2 separate regions of the Mus musculus genome follow, and region 1 is linked to region 2. The links are chromatin contacts, called in public Hi-C maps. All regions are on one chromosome and are shown on one strand. The core of a region is the stretch at or near the end of the contact, and the rest is flanking DNA. Distances in the headings are between cores, read along the strand shown. Region 1 has its middle 70 kb from the start of Gm31870. Region 2 holds the start of Hsd11b1 (hydroxysteroid 11-beta dehydrogenase 1).

Region 1 (7,010 bases), core at 817-3,316, 340 kb before region 2:
GCAACTGGCAGAGAATCTGTCCTCTGTGATTTGCACCCCAACCTGAGAACCCAAGTCTCAGTTTCTTAGTTTGCACTCTGAATTGGTTCCCTTCCAAAGTTCCCCTGCTCCAGGCACTGACACCGGACTGTCTCTGTGGCCAGCCCAGTTAAATGCAGATGTGTGGTCCTCTCGTGGTTAGATGGGCCTCATTGTTCTCAGTGAGGAGGTATCAAGTGCACGGGTTAACATAAATATAGCTCCTTGCTGCCCAGAGTATGAGTCCTCTTCTAGAGAATCGATAGCCACCACATAAACAGCAAGGCAGAGACTGGAAAGGCTCCAAAGCTTTCTTTCTGATTTTTCTCTGCTGCTGCTGCCAGGCAGTGAGGTTGTGTCTCAATGCAAGGGTCCCTTTCTCGGGAGCTTTTATCTTAGAACTATGTCAGAAATGATTTAAAATCAAAATTCCACATCACATGGCCTAACCCCTACTTGATTTACTCATCACAATGGGGGGCGGGGAGCATTCTCTTCAGAAGAATGTAAAGCTTCCTTGCAGGCTCAGAGTGTGTTGTTTCTGAGGCAAGCAAGCAGGAGCTGTACAGAGACCGGAGCTGCCACAGGGGTTGGGGTGGGAGGGCCCTAACAATATTCTAATGTCTCAGCTGAGGAGCATGCCACAGCTTGATTTCCAGGCTCCCGGCATTCCACAAATGTCCAGTCCCTGCCTCAGATTCATCCTCACAGCCCCAAATGTTGCTATGAAGTTGGCTGGTGGGAGTCTAAAGTAGATTTTACTCTTTTTCAGAGACCAAGAAAGCTACATCATCCTCTAAACTTAAGCAAATGTCAGCTACCATCTATTTTAGAATCTGAAACTCTTTACCAGGTATTTCAAGTAAACTAAATCGAGAAATCTCACGTTCCCTCTTTAAAACTCATTCCCCTGTCTCCAGCTTAAAAGCACACCCACCCTGTAATTACTCTGTGTCTCGGGGTGAGGTTTAAAGTCTAGCTTCTGATTGAGCCTTCTGGGAGACATGGAATCCAGCAGAGACACAGATGTCCAACACCTGCCTTAAGCATTCAGGAGAGTGGCATCCTCCTGTCTCAACCTAGTTGCCATCGGGCAGTCTGTGTCATCGGTGCCTTGGAGAGCTCCTCATGATCTAGAAATGTGTTGGTTGCTATGCAACTTCAGTGTCTCCTTCAAATGCACATGAAAGCACAGGATAACAGAAAGCTCGCCTTGGGTCCTGTGAGTCTGGCCTCCATAATTACCCATCCCCAATAGGGACATGTTGGGTTCTCACATGGTCTGACAGGAGCATGGCCTTTGTAGGGCAGGTTTGTATTTCACAAGCCAGTACCAAATATCACCACAGCAATGCCAAAATGCCAGGGAGCCTGCTATGAGGCTGTTCTGAAAGTCCTGGTAGACACTGGGGCTTATGTGTGTGTGTGTTTGTGCAGACCCTGACCCAGCCTTAAAACATGCTACCAAGTCCTCGAAACAAAGTGCAATTCTCACCAATAAGGTCCCACTAACAGTGAGTGTGTGCCCTCTACCTCTGATTCTGTGGCTTGTGGCTTTGTTAATGAGCTTGCAATCTTGGTAATTAGCCTCCTATTCTCCTTAACAGTCAGGGTATAGACCTCTGATTTATTCTCTGCCTGCCAAATCTACCACAGAATTCCCTGCTAAAATTGACACATCTGAAAGCCTGTGAAGAATTCATGCCAAAAGATCCAGGACAAAGCCACATTGCTCCAAAAGGACAGCAGGATGCCATATTTGGCTAGCGAATAAAGACCTTCTCTCTACCTATCCTTACAATGGTAGCCAGAAAGCCACACAGATAAGCATGCCTGTTTATACACAGTGTTGAAGGCAGACAATCAGATCCACTAATAACTTCATCCAAGTTATCTATGGCTGTTGGGAAACATGAGCCAGGAAAGGCAGACACGTGGCAAACAGTCTATCCACTGAAGCCCAACTCCAAGTGGGAGAACTGGAGTGTCGGTGGTACAGCTGGGACGGCTGCTGCCTCCTGCCAACCTTCTTCAAGACTACGCTGTGCAGCTGACACTTAACTTGTTTCTTCTCCCCCATCTCACTCAGTGAAATAACAACAGCTTTCCCTGAGCCGTGTGGAAAGGAAGCCCAGAAATAGAATAAACTTGTGTTGCCCAGACTTCATCAACTCACTCAGTGGCTGTCTGTGCCTCTGTCCCCACATGACCACAGTATTGCAGCAGCTCTGGTGGCATCTGCAGTGCTCCACCAAGACCGGTGTGCCACGGAAAACTGCAGATACCTGGAAGAGGCCCTAGTATTTACGGGGCGTTGATGGGCTCTCACCAGAGTTAACCACCTTCCTGCAGAGTTCCTGGCTCTGCTTGTGTCAACTGAGTCACCTGCATCCAGACACTCCATTTACTTTGTTGTGATTTTTTTCTGGGAGCCTCTCGTCCCAGCATGTGCACTCTTCATAGGGGCTAGTTTGAAAGGGGAATGTCAAATTCTTACTTCCTGGCTCACAGTTTGCTATCCTTGGCCAAGCTAGCCAAGATGCAGGGCTAGATCTTTCTCTCAGACATGTATATCTGCAGTATCACAAATTGAACACTAGAAGACCAGGTTCCAGAGAGGCCAGCAGGAAATCATCCGGGTCCCACACAGATGTAGGACAGAAGTAGGTCTCTCAGGTCTGACAGATTCCATGTATGACTGACCCCTGCAGCTGTACAAATACTACCCCTACCTGCCCCACGGTTGGTACACTAAAGAAAAATTCCTCTATTCCCACCAGATCACAACTATGGAGTCAAATTTAATGTTTGAGGAAATAGGTGTCTTAATTTCATCTGAGAACGTCATCCCTACTGCAACATCACAGTTAAAGAACCAACTTCTGTCATGTTTCAGAGAATCTTATTTTAATCAAAGGACAGTAACATTCTCAGTGGCCTCATTCACTGTCCCCCAGTAAACATTCCACAAAGCTGCCTTTCTGTTTCTTTCTTTCCTAACTCTCAATAATGCTCATGTACCCTAAGTGATTGGATTCTTCTGCCATGGTGATAGCCCAGTTTCCATCACTGTGACGAAGTGCTAGAGGAAAACAACCGAAGATTCGTATGTCTCGTGGTTTCCGAGACCTGTCCGTTCACTGCATTGTTTCCAGACACAAAGTGAGGTTGATCATCTGAGGGGCACTGGATGAAACAAAACCACTCATCCACTGTGGTTCAGACCGAGAGAGCAAGGGCAAGAGATGCAGACAGGAGGGGCTAGAAACAAGGAAGACCCTTTAAAGGTACAACACCTCTGTGACCCACTTCACCCAACTATGCCCCCCACTAATAGTCATTTAGCTATGAAGTTAGCAATGAAACTCTGAACAGATTAATTCATTGATGAGATTAGGCCCTTCCAATCTAATCATTTCTCATACAACACCAACTGAGAACCCAGGCTTACTCATAGGAGTCTGAAGGATATTTCAGATCTGAAATCGTATGTGAGGCTCTCCAGTTAGCCACCAGTGTGAGCTGGTTTTCCTCACTCAGTTCTTCCATCCTACTGCCCTGGGGATAGAGTCTCAGGTCTTTTATAGGGAATCTGTATCCTCATTTCTTCTGTTCACTCATTGCTAGAGGTCTACTCATGGAAATCTATCTGGGCCCCAGAGAAATCTAGTAGTTTGCCTATGAAAGTAGAATCCCCTGGAGATGAGGTTGGGGATTGGTTTAGCATGCTGGAGCTGTCTCTTAAGCATTAGGGAGTAGGGATGGGGAGGAGAGCATTTCTTGTTAGGTCAAGGTTGGGTTTAGAGGAGCAGAGTTCCAGGAAAGAGTGTGCCTCCATGCTGAGAAGCCTAGAAATGGATGGGCCATGCCTACCCCTCACCCTTCAGATGCAGAATCCTCCTTTTAAGGGCCAATACAAAACGGGTACAAAGTCCCTTCTTGATACTTAAAAAGGCTTCTGAAAAACCCAAGGCTTTCCAAGACAAGTCATAAATATGGAAATGGGCAGAAAATAATCTGCTATAATTAATAAGTCCCAATCTCTACCTGCAATAACTCTGTCTAGACACTGGCCTTTCAAAAGACTGCATTGTCTTCCTTCATTAGAAAGATGTTTGTATGTGTATACTTGCAAATGTGTGTGTGTGTGCATGAAAATAGAAAGAAAAAGACTAGAGAGGAATCTGAGAGAGGTCCTAATACTGATTCTATAATCAATAGCAGGGGCTTTCATGTCAGTATTGACCCCAGAATTGCAAGTCTCACATGACCAGTAGCCACCGTAATCAACCTCTAGGAGCCAGCCTGGGCAGAAGGCACTAACTCCCAAATGCAACAAAAAGGGGAGACCTCCTTTGTGGAAATTCTCTGTAAAGAAGAAAGAGATTCCAACCAAATATGAGAATAGAGCGCCTGAATATTGGGTGAGGGGGGGTATTCCTGCCCAAAGCCCTTGAAGCACCAACTGCATTGGTTCAAATCTCATCCCTGTCTCTCAGCAGCTGAGTGACCTCTAGCAATGACCTACCCTTCAGTGTCTTCCCTGTAAATGAGATTATCGGTAGCTCATGCCTTTCACTCTGGTTTGGAGAAACAAAGGAACTTACAAATATAAATCATACAGATCAATGTGTGACAAACTGAAGTTCTGGTGTGCCGATGCTGCAATGGTTTAGTAAAACCAAGTCCAGAAGTAAACGGGATGCTACAATGCCAGCCCTATTGTTTAGGAGCATTTTAAACCATGCGAAAATGCCTGTGCTTAATTGTCATATTTAAAAGTGAGAATTAAAGTGTTTGTATGCCATTCTGAACTGTGTTTCAAAATGACAACGTGGAATTAGAGCAGCAAAGGCCTAATTGGTTCTCTTTGGTGGATTATGAAAGACTTCAATCACCCTCATGTTTCTATATATGCATTTTCTGTCACAGTCTGTATTTGCTGCAAAGAAACAATGTTTATCTTAATATTTAGAACAATTCCAGTGTCTGCAGTGAATGTTTCAGTCAAAGTGTCTCCAAGAGAGGGCTGTCCATCCAATTTAGATGCAGTGCATGTCAACAAATGGTAAAGTCGGCTTCTGGGAGAAAAAGCATCCCTTTGTCAGCAGTGAATTCCTCCACCCTGCACCCACACAGGTTAAAAATACTGCTCCCTTTTCTGGGTGTTTCTCTGGAGCTACATTCTGCTGCTGTTTTGAGGGTACCTCCCTCACAAAAACAGTGGCTGCTTGAAGCATCACCTACCCGATCCCCAGCCACTCAGCATCCATTCACCCAAGTGTTTAGCTGTCATGACAAATGTGTCAATTGTCCAAAAGGACAGCCAGGCCTACATTTCTGCTTCAGTTCCATCCCACCTTAATATAAAATATGGTTGGAATACCAAGAGCTGAGCCTCTGTCAAGCTTCCCCATCCAGACCTTGTATTTTCTGGAACATTTTCAAAGATGGGGTTTCCACCTTGACTCTCAGCTTTGAATTTTATCACTAGCTTCTGGAAATTGGAATATTCCCCCAATATTTATGAGATTAGCTTTCTATCCAACAATTTGGGCTGCTATGAGTAATTTGGAGTTCAATCAGGAACATTCTATATGGAACCAGAACCAAAGCAGATGGACATGGTACAACACCCGAGGCAAGCAAACTCCTTTCTTTCTCCTTTGTATTCCTTTAGAGCAGTGGTTCTCAACTTTCTTAATACTGTGACCTTTAACACAGCTCTTCATGGTGTGGTGACCCCTCAACCGTAAAATCATTCTGTTGTTACTTCATAGCTGTAGTTTTGTTGTGAATTGTAATATAAATATCTGATATGCAGGATATCTAAAATGCAACCCCCCTCCAAAGGGGCCATAACCCACAGGTTGAGAACCACTGCTTTAAATGTATCAAACTCACCAACTATTATAGATCAGAGAGGTTTGACCAGCCCAAGGAGCCCTATTTATCACATGCATACAGACACATTCACTATGGCCAGGCACTGTAGCGAAGCTTTAAACATAGTAGCACATTAGACCTGCATATTACCCTATAAGGCAGATGAGTCACCTCATCCTTGTCTTCTAGCTGAGAAGGCTAAGGCTTGGAGAAGCAAAGTAATTTTCCCAACTTTACACAGAGGCTCATGTAAAGCCAGGGCCCTTGGACTCATGATCTACCACTCAGTTGATGAGGTTTGGTTTGGTTTGGTTTGGTTTTATATCAAGCTATATCCCAGAACTGAAAACCTAATAGCAGCAGCCAATAACCTATGATCCTTCCTTCTGGGTCTTTTGGGCCAAACAGAAGCAAAACACAACAATCACAGAAGCATGAAAGAGTCCACTCACTTTAATCCAAAATACTTTCTGATCTTTTACTTTGTGTGCCAGCTGCTGCAGTGAGGTCCAAAACGGATTAAAACCAGGGTACTGTGTAAATCGGTGTATGTTGAAGTTAGCTTCCACAGTCAACTTGACACAAACCTACAATTACAAAGGAAGAGGAGAAAGAAACTCAATGACTAATCAATATAGGAGGGTCCAGCCCACTGTGGGTGGTACCATCTTAGGTAGGTTGGTCTGGACTGGATTTTATTTTTACAATGTAGCTGAATGTGAACCTGAAAGCAAGCCAGTAAGCAGCATTCCTCCACAGTCTCTGTTTCAATCTCCTGCCTTGAGTTCCTGCCAGCACGGAGGCCAGCATGATGGACTGTAACCTATGAACCAACTAAATCCTTTCTTCTCCTAAGTTGCTTTTGATCAGTGTTTTATCACAGCAAAAGAGTAGCAAACAGGACAACATGCAAGAGGCAGAGATGAAACAATAAGTTAACTCTGAACATCAACAACATTGTGGGAAGCACATTTCACAGTCTTAAGTTTTCTTGAGGGTTTAGCACAAGTGCCTATATGCACTGTAGTGAAGACTTCCCACCACCAATGTTCCCCTAATGACACCAACCTTTGTGGTTATGAGCTTAGCTGAGGCTTTAATTAGCA
Region 2 (7,257 bases), core at 1,578-4,077:
TCTTGAGAAAGGACTTCTAGCCTCCACACACACCTGCACCTGCACTATTACACACACACACATGTACACATTACACCTCACATACAGAGGCTCTCACACACAAGCTCACACACATACACACACACATGTGCACACACATACAAGCTCTCACACACCACACACACATGCACACATGTGCATATACACACCTTGCACACATGTGCTCACACACACACAAGCTCACACTCATACAGAAACATACACAATTCTTTGGTAACAGTTTCAGTGGTATACAACTATAATCCCAAAGCTCAGAAAGCTGAGGCAGAAAAAAAAAATCACAACTTCATGGTCAGCTGGGTTGCATAGCAAGACTTTGACTCAAAATACCAGGTAACACCAAAAGAAAAGAAAAGCTTCCGAGACTCGAGTGTCTGAGAACTGCTGATGTATCCCAACGGCTACACATCTGTCTATTTAGTGCATTTTATATGACAGTTCTTCATTCTTACTCATGGAAATCAGGGCAGTGGGTGTGTTTCTGTCTTAACAGCATGATAGCTACTGGGTTCTTTGATGATCTAATGGTGGTTTGGGGTCTTTATGTGTCTTCTGAGAGACAGTGTTGGACTGTCACTGACTTGAGCCACTGATCAGCATTTTTGTGCGCACACACACACACACACACACACACACACACGCGCGCACACACACACAGACGCTGCAAAATCTGGCTTCTGCTGCCCCCAGCCTGTTACATTCAGCCCACCACACACATAGCTGTCTACACTTTAAGCTTGTGTTTTCTACATGAAATGACAGCCGTCTCCCCAGTCCCCACTCTCTCATCCCTTTCTTTTCTCTCTGTCTTTTTATCATTCCTTTCTTCTCTTTCTTGTTTCTCTGTGTTCTTCACTCCTATCTTCCTTTTGTATCATGATTTTTTTAAATGATTCTTTCTTGTTCCCTATAATTTCACTCACTACAAAGCACATTTAAAAAAAAATTATTATCTTATTTTCTGCGTGCAAGTAAATGATTTCGCTGTTATATAAGGCTAAGAATGCAGTCTTATTTTCTCCCCTCCCCCCCCCCCCCCGTGAAGGAACGTGGAGTCCTGTCTGTCATGTGTCTTGGTAGCATAAAAGCTTTTCTGAGAATACTCAGATGCTGCCAGTCTTGACAACATGGCTGCACCTCCCACTTACATTGCAGCCTTTCTATTTTTGTCATCTGCGCCCTCGGCTCCAGCTCTCTGCTGTTCTCAAACCATTATTGTCTTCTGGAAGCAACCCTCACAGCTGTGGCCTTTGTTGACAAATTGTTTCGTCTCCTCTGGGCCTTAAATTATTTTCTCTGAAGTAAAAAGTCACCGGATCTTTCCAGAGACTGTTTTAGGGTCATAATTTGGTTTCTCCAAACTCTGAATGATTCAGATCTTTCCCATCGTTGATCCCCAATCTCTCCTCATAGGCCAGACACTCATTCTTGACATTCCAGCTTCTCTACATGCTCTGCAGTTACTCACAGTTCAGGATTGGCTTTGTTCTGGGTGATTTTCATGACACGGGTGGCAAGTTTTAAGCTGAAAAACTTAACTGTGGTGTGTCTTTAACTCTTTGAGGATTATTCTTTAATAAAATCTTGCTACACATAAAAGAAGGTGATTATTTCTGCCTTGTCATAACGACACATTTTTAATTGCTAGAGTGTCTCTTGTCTTGATGCTCCTGTTGGATCGTTTTTTACCTGGGACTTGGATGCTCTATGCTAGTTTTACTTCAAGTACATCCCTTGGAACTTTATGGCAACAGGTATGGAATCCCAACTCTTTGGGAGGCTGAGGCAGGAGGATCGCAAGTCTGAGGCTACAGAGCAAGTTCCAGGCAAGCCTGATCAACTTAACTGAGACCCAGACTCAAAGTAGAGGTCAAAAGGTTAGCACTGCAGCTTATGAGCGAGCAGTGTGGCTATAGCCAAAGATGGTCTAGATCTTCTAGTCTGGCCTCCTTTTCTCAGCATCCTCTTCTGTTCCTCGCTGCTCCACAGCATTTGCATAACCCAGTTTAACAACCTGCTGCCTTTCTTCCCGTTTTGGGGCCCATTGTTCCTTCTTCATTCTCTGTTAAAGTAATAAGGGTGAGCTCCCTTGCACTTGCCTGAGAGTCTTGAACTGAGCTTGGGTTTCCCGCCATCTGGGTCTGGCTGGGTTGCAACTTCTCTTTGATGTTGTAATGCTTTTTCATTGAACTGGAGTGTGGGGCTTATATGGCTTGTTTGCTTTATTCTTTTTTCTCCTAAGACATGCACATTTTTTTTCCCTTGAGCTTATTTTGCTGTTTTGTGTTCTTATTTTTAATTGCTTCTGACTGGGGAGTGGGGCCAAGGGTGAGATTTGGCTTGAGTTTAGCTCTATTTGATATCATTCATATTTCCCCAAAGCCCCACATGCTCAGGGGTTCTTAGGTGCTGTTTCTCTCTGTGTGTATCTCTGTCTCTGTCTCTCTTTCTCTCCCTCCCTCCCTCTCTTTCTCCCTTCCTCCTTCCCTCCCTTGCTCTGCCCTCTCCCCCTCCCTCCCTGACAAGCCATTCTTGCAAGGCCATTCTGCCGTGTGCAAAGGATGTCGCAGTAGGAGATGCTCAGGAACCCAGCCCTGCACAGTCATGAGCCTGGCCATCTGGAAGTTGCCTCTTACTCAATGAAATGGAGTAAACATTGTCCATTATGAAATCCACCACGCAGGCTGCCAGGGACGAATGGGATCCCACCCAAAGCCAATCGTTGCTCTGACAGGGAAGTTGGCTAGTGCTGCCTGAGACTACTCCAGCCTCCCCCGTCCCTGATGTCACAATTCAGAGGCTGCTGCCTGCCTGGGAGGTTGTAGAAAGCTCTGCAGGTTTTCTTCGTGTGTCCTACAGGGCGCCCTGAGCCAGGTCCCTGTTTGATGGCAGTTATGAAAAATTACCTCCTCCCGATCCTGGTGCTCTTCCTGGCCTACTACTACTATTCTACAAATGAAGAGTTCAGACCAGGTGAGTACCACTGTGTCTCATTTGGAGAAACAGGCTTAAAACACAGAGGTGCTGGAATGTTCCTAAAGTTCTAGCTGTGTTCTTGATCCCTACATCACTGATTCAAACCCTAATGTTGAATCTGTAACCCTGTATCCTCCAGCCACAGACTGTGGGCAGGAGAGGACTGGGAGGGGGTGAGCCTTACAGCCAAGGAGGTCATGCTTTGCTGGACCTACAGCATGGAAAGTGATGTCAGATCTACAGAAGGGAAGGTAGTACCCAGACACAGGGCTCATCCAGATAGCTGTGTTCCATGGAGATACTGATAGCCGAGAATCAAAAAAAAAAAAAAAAAGGGTTATGAAGTTGATGACTAAGTAGATGGGCTGAAATCTCTGTGAACACATTTTGTGATGCTCTTTTAAATTCCCTTTCAAGTTAGCAAAATTAGATTATGACAAAAGGGTTGAACTTGGGTACTTTCACCAAACTCTGACCTCTCTGGCCTTGTCTCTATGATCTCTGCGTGTGGAGATTTTTAGAAATGATAGCAGGATGGCTCGGCTCTGGACATCCAGGCCAAACCCATGTTTGAGAGCCTGTTTATGAATAACCGCAAGTGCAGCTTCAGTGGTTACAGCATGAGATAAAATGATCTGGGCTCACAACCTCTAAGTATGGAAAGCAAGACAAGGCTTTGGGGACACTCACGGCTTCTGTGGTTCCCCAGAAATGCTCCAGGGAAAGAAAGTGATTGTCACTGGGGCCAGCAAAGGGATTGGAAGAGAAATGGCATATCATCTGTCAAAAATGGGAGCCCATGTGGTATTGACTGCCAGGTCGGAGGAAGGTCTCCAGAAGGTGAGTGTTCTGTGTCCCCCTTATAGTCTCACACTTAATGTACAAAGTCTTGCCCCCCCACCCAATACACACACACACACACACACACACACACACACACACTTGCATGTGTTTGGTGTTGGTAGCCACAGAGTTCTTTGACTGTGTATGTTCATAGTTGTACCTGTTCATACACATTGCCCTTGTGCAGATACATGTATTCAGAGACTGGGGTTCCTGTATCTGCTCATGCATTTATTTATGTTGGCATGCCCCATAGTCTCACAAGTTTGAGAGCCCTAGGTCATACAACACTCAAACTCCGATCTACCCACATAGAAACAAGCACCCACACCCACAATGCATTTGGAAACATTTGTTTATAAACCCTGCAGAGATAAACAATAGACTTAAACTCTCACACAATGATGATTTATCCAATTAATATATTTCAGAGGACAATGATCATCTAAAGATATATATATATACCAATCTGGCCTTGAGGGCCAAAGATCTGCCCACCTTTGCCTTCTGAGTGCTGGGATCAAAGGTATGTGCCACCACCACCTGGCATCATCTGAGAATACTAGACACTCCCCCCCCACACACACACAGAGCTCTGGAACAAACTTTCATTTAAACCCCAGTTACCCCAAACACTGCACATGAAAGCCTACGACCAAGATGACCACCATCTCCGCTATGTCTCTGTAGGTAGTGTCTCGCTGCCTTGAACTCGGAGCAGCCTCTGCTCACTACATTGCTGGCACTATGGAAGACATGACATTTGCGGAGCAATTTATTGTCAAGGCGGGAAAGCTCATGGGTAAGGCTTCCCCTCTCCTTTGCTTCTCTGGGTTAAGATCTTTCAGGAGGGAAAGGGGACAGGACTGGCTCCCGGTGGTCTTCCAAGTCAGCGCATCTATCTCTTTGCAGGCGGACTGGACATGCTTATTCTAAACCACATCACTCAGACCTCGCTGTCTCTCTTCCATGACGACATCCACTCTGTGCGAAGAGTCATGGAGGTCAACTTCCTCAGCTACGTGGTCATGAGCACAGCCGCCTTGCCCATGCTGAAGCAGAGCAATGGCAGCATTGCCGTCATCTCCTCCTTGGCTGGTGAGTGGAGCAGGGGTCAGGATAGAAGTGGAGAAAAGAATAAGGCTAGGGCTATGCTGGACTCTGTGCTGGGCACAAGTTCGAGTTAGGTTTCCATACAGGAAAGACACACTGCACGCACATTAAAATGCTCATGGTGATATTACACAGAAGCCAGTAATACACAGACAGGTTCACTCATCAGGGACTTGGGATGTACACTCGGTGAGGAAGGGACATGAATGTTAAGAGAAAGAGAAACTGAGAGGAACTAATGGCCCCCAAAAAGTCAGGCTTGGTCAAAGCAGGACTATAAAATCTCCTAAGAGAACAAACAAAAATCAACAGCCCGGGATGCCCGTGGGAAACCTGGTGTGTGAGCCATGCCTGGGAGAGGATAGGGATAGGAAAAGCTGCTGAGGCGTAGCCAGTTCCGGTCTTTTCACAAGAGTGACCTGGTCATAATGAACAGAAAAGACGCTGTTTCCATCATAACTAAGAGCCACAGGGCAGTGCATCATTGGATCCAAAAGCAGAAATAAAAATCGAATAACTTACGGACACACAGCAGGGTGGTTGGCTGGGAAAAGGGATCTAAAACATAACAATGGAGAGGAAACTCGCTCTAGGGTTCTCAGCCTTCCTGGTACTGGTGCCCTTTAATACCACTCCTCATGTTGTGGTGACCCCCAACCATAACTTTATTTCATTGCTACTTCACAACTATAAATTTGCTACTGTTAGGAATCATAATGTAAATATCTGATATGCAGGATACCTGATAGCCTACCCCTGTGAAAGTATCATACGACCCCCAAAGGGGTCGAGCCCCACAGGTTGAGAACTGCTGCTCTAGGGTAGGGTGTAGTGCTAGAGTCATTGCCTAGTCAACATTGCCTAACCAACACCCAACGGAGTTAATAGTCCCCAATACTGCGGGAGCAGGGGCAGTGATAACAGTGTATACTAAGGGTATTTTTCTAAATATCAATTTGTAGCATTCAAAGTGAAATTTAGGCTGAGCTTGGTGATACATGACCTTTTAATCCCATCACTTGGAAGGAAAAGGCAGGCAGGACTCTCAGTGCAAGACTAGTCTGGTCTACATAAAAAGTTTCAGGCCAGTCTGGTCTATATAGTAAAACCCTGTCTCAAAAAGAAAAAAAGTAAAATTGCAGCAACCAACTAGGTCAAAATGGAGCAAAGAAACTCCCTCAATGAATAGAATTCTATGACATGGAGGGAGATAGTGTGTCCCCTCCCCTCCCCCATGTTCTGCACGATGGTACCACCCAAAGACACCACCAAGAGTCTCCAGAGTTGAGGATTCCTCCTGGATTCAGAACAGAAGTCCTACGCTTGCTGATTAGCAAAGATGTGGTTGGAAAGTCAGAACACAGGAATACAGATCAACTTTATAAACTTAGCTCTTAGGATAGAAAAACAATAATAATAAATGACCTAGGAAACTATGAACTGTTAAGTGCTTCACAAATGTCAGTTCTCCTTGAAATGAATAAGGCCATAGATGTGGTAGAGTGTTCTCCCTTCTGGTGCAGGAAGGGCCCGTGTGGTGACTGGATAAAGGGACAGTGTGTCTGTGCCACCCGCTACCCGCCAGCAGGGTGATTGATATGCACCCCTGTGCTTCCAGGCAGCACAGACTCTGGCCTCTCCTCACCCACAGACCTGCTGAGCTGAAAGCAAAAGAGAGCTTCCAGATGCATACTGAGTGGGAGGGTGCTGGGCACATCCCCAGTGAATCCTCTGCACTGGCCAAAACCTGTACGTTGGTCATGGTATGGGTGGCTTTAATGATCTCTGATTCTGTTGATGAACCAAGACTTGCAGTCCAAGCAAAAGCTATTTCACTTTGCCTAGAGAATTTAACTTTTATAATGCACATGATCTAAATGTGCTCAGAAGGAGCAAAGATTACCATAGACCCTAAGGATCTGATGGAGTTCTGATAGCCTATGTTTCTATACATTTTGGGGGATCTATGGAATGACACTAATTTCCATAGGGTCTGGGAGGCAGAAATCGATTTGTGTGGTTCTCCCTATATCTGTCATTTGTGTAGCCTAGAGTTCAGCCTTGTTGCTTTGAGGCACATCTTTGGATTTGCAAAATGCAAACAACTTAATTTCTCACCCTAAGAGAAGCATATTGTGTTCCTTGATTATGTATTTTTTTTCTATTTATTTGTGTATGTGTGTAGTGTTTGTGAACATGAACATGTGTATGGTTTACCAGAGGCTGACAGGTGCCTTCGCCAGTCACTCTGCCTTATTTGTTTTTTGGAGACAGGGCCAGATCCTA

What was found. Hi-C and Micro-C count contacts between places; a contact is called where the count stands out from the background.
Region 1: a Hi-C map of cerebral cortex shows a contact between it and region 2, with 2.3 times the contacts expected there. The contact joins the enhancer-like site here to the promoter of Hsd11b1 in region 2. A contact is called at or near these places in 5 of 484 Hi-C or Micro-C datasets (adipose-derived mesenchymal stem cells, cerebellum, cerebral cortex and 2 more).

Annotation. Positions count from the first base shown.
Region 1 is chr1:193,582,172-193,589,181 of GRCm38.p6, reverse strand. No RefSeq gene overlaps it. Among named protein-coding and RNA genes, the nearest start is that of Gm31870, 70 kb to the left of the region's middle. Within about 2 kb of position 2,066, at least 42 of the 459 cell types and tissues checked have an H3K27ac peak or open chromatin away from gene starts, as enhancers often do. A contact at or near this core is called in cerebral cortex, where this site is marked.
Region 2 is chr1:193,237,930-193,245,186 of GRCm38.p6, reverse strand. Hsd11b1 (hydroxysteroid 11-beta dehydrogenase 1) reads left to right here and starts at 2,827. Exons shown (of 6, transcript NM_001044751.1): 1 at 2,827-3,012; 2 at 3,725-3,855; 3 at 4,549-4,660; 4 at 4,771-4,956. The coding sequence starts at 2,925.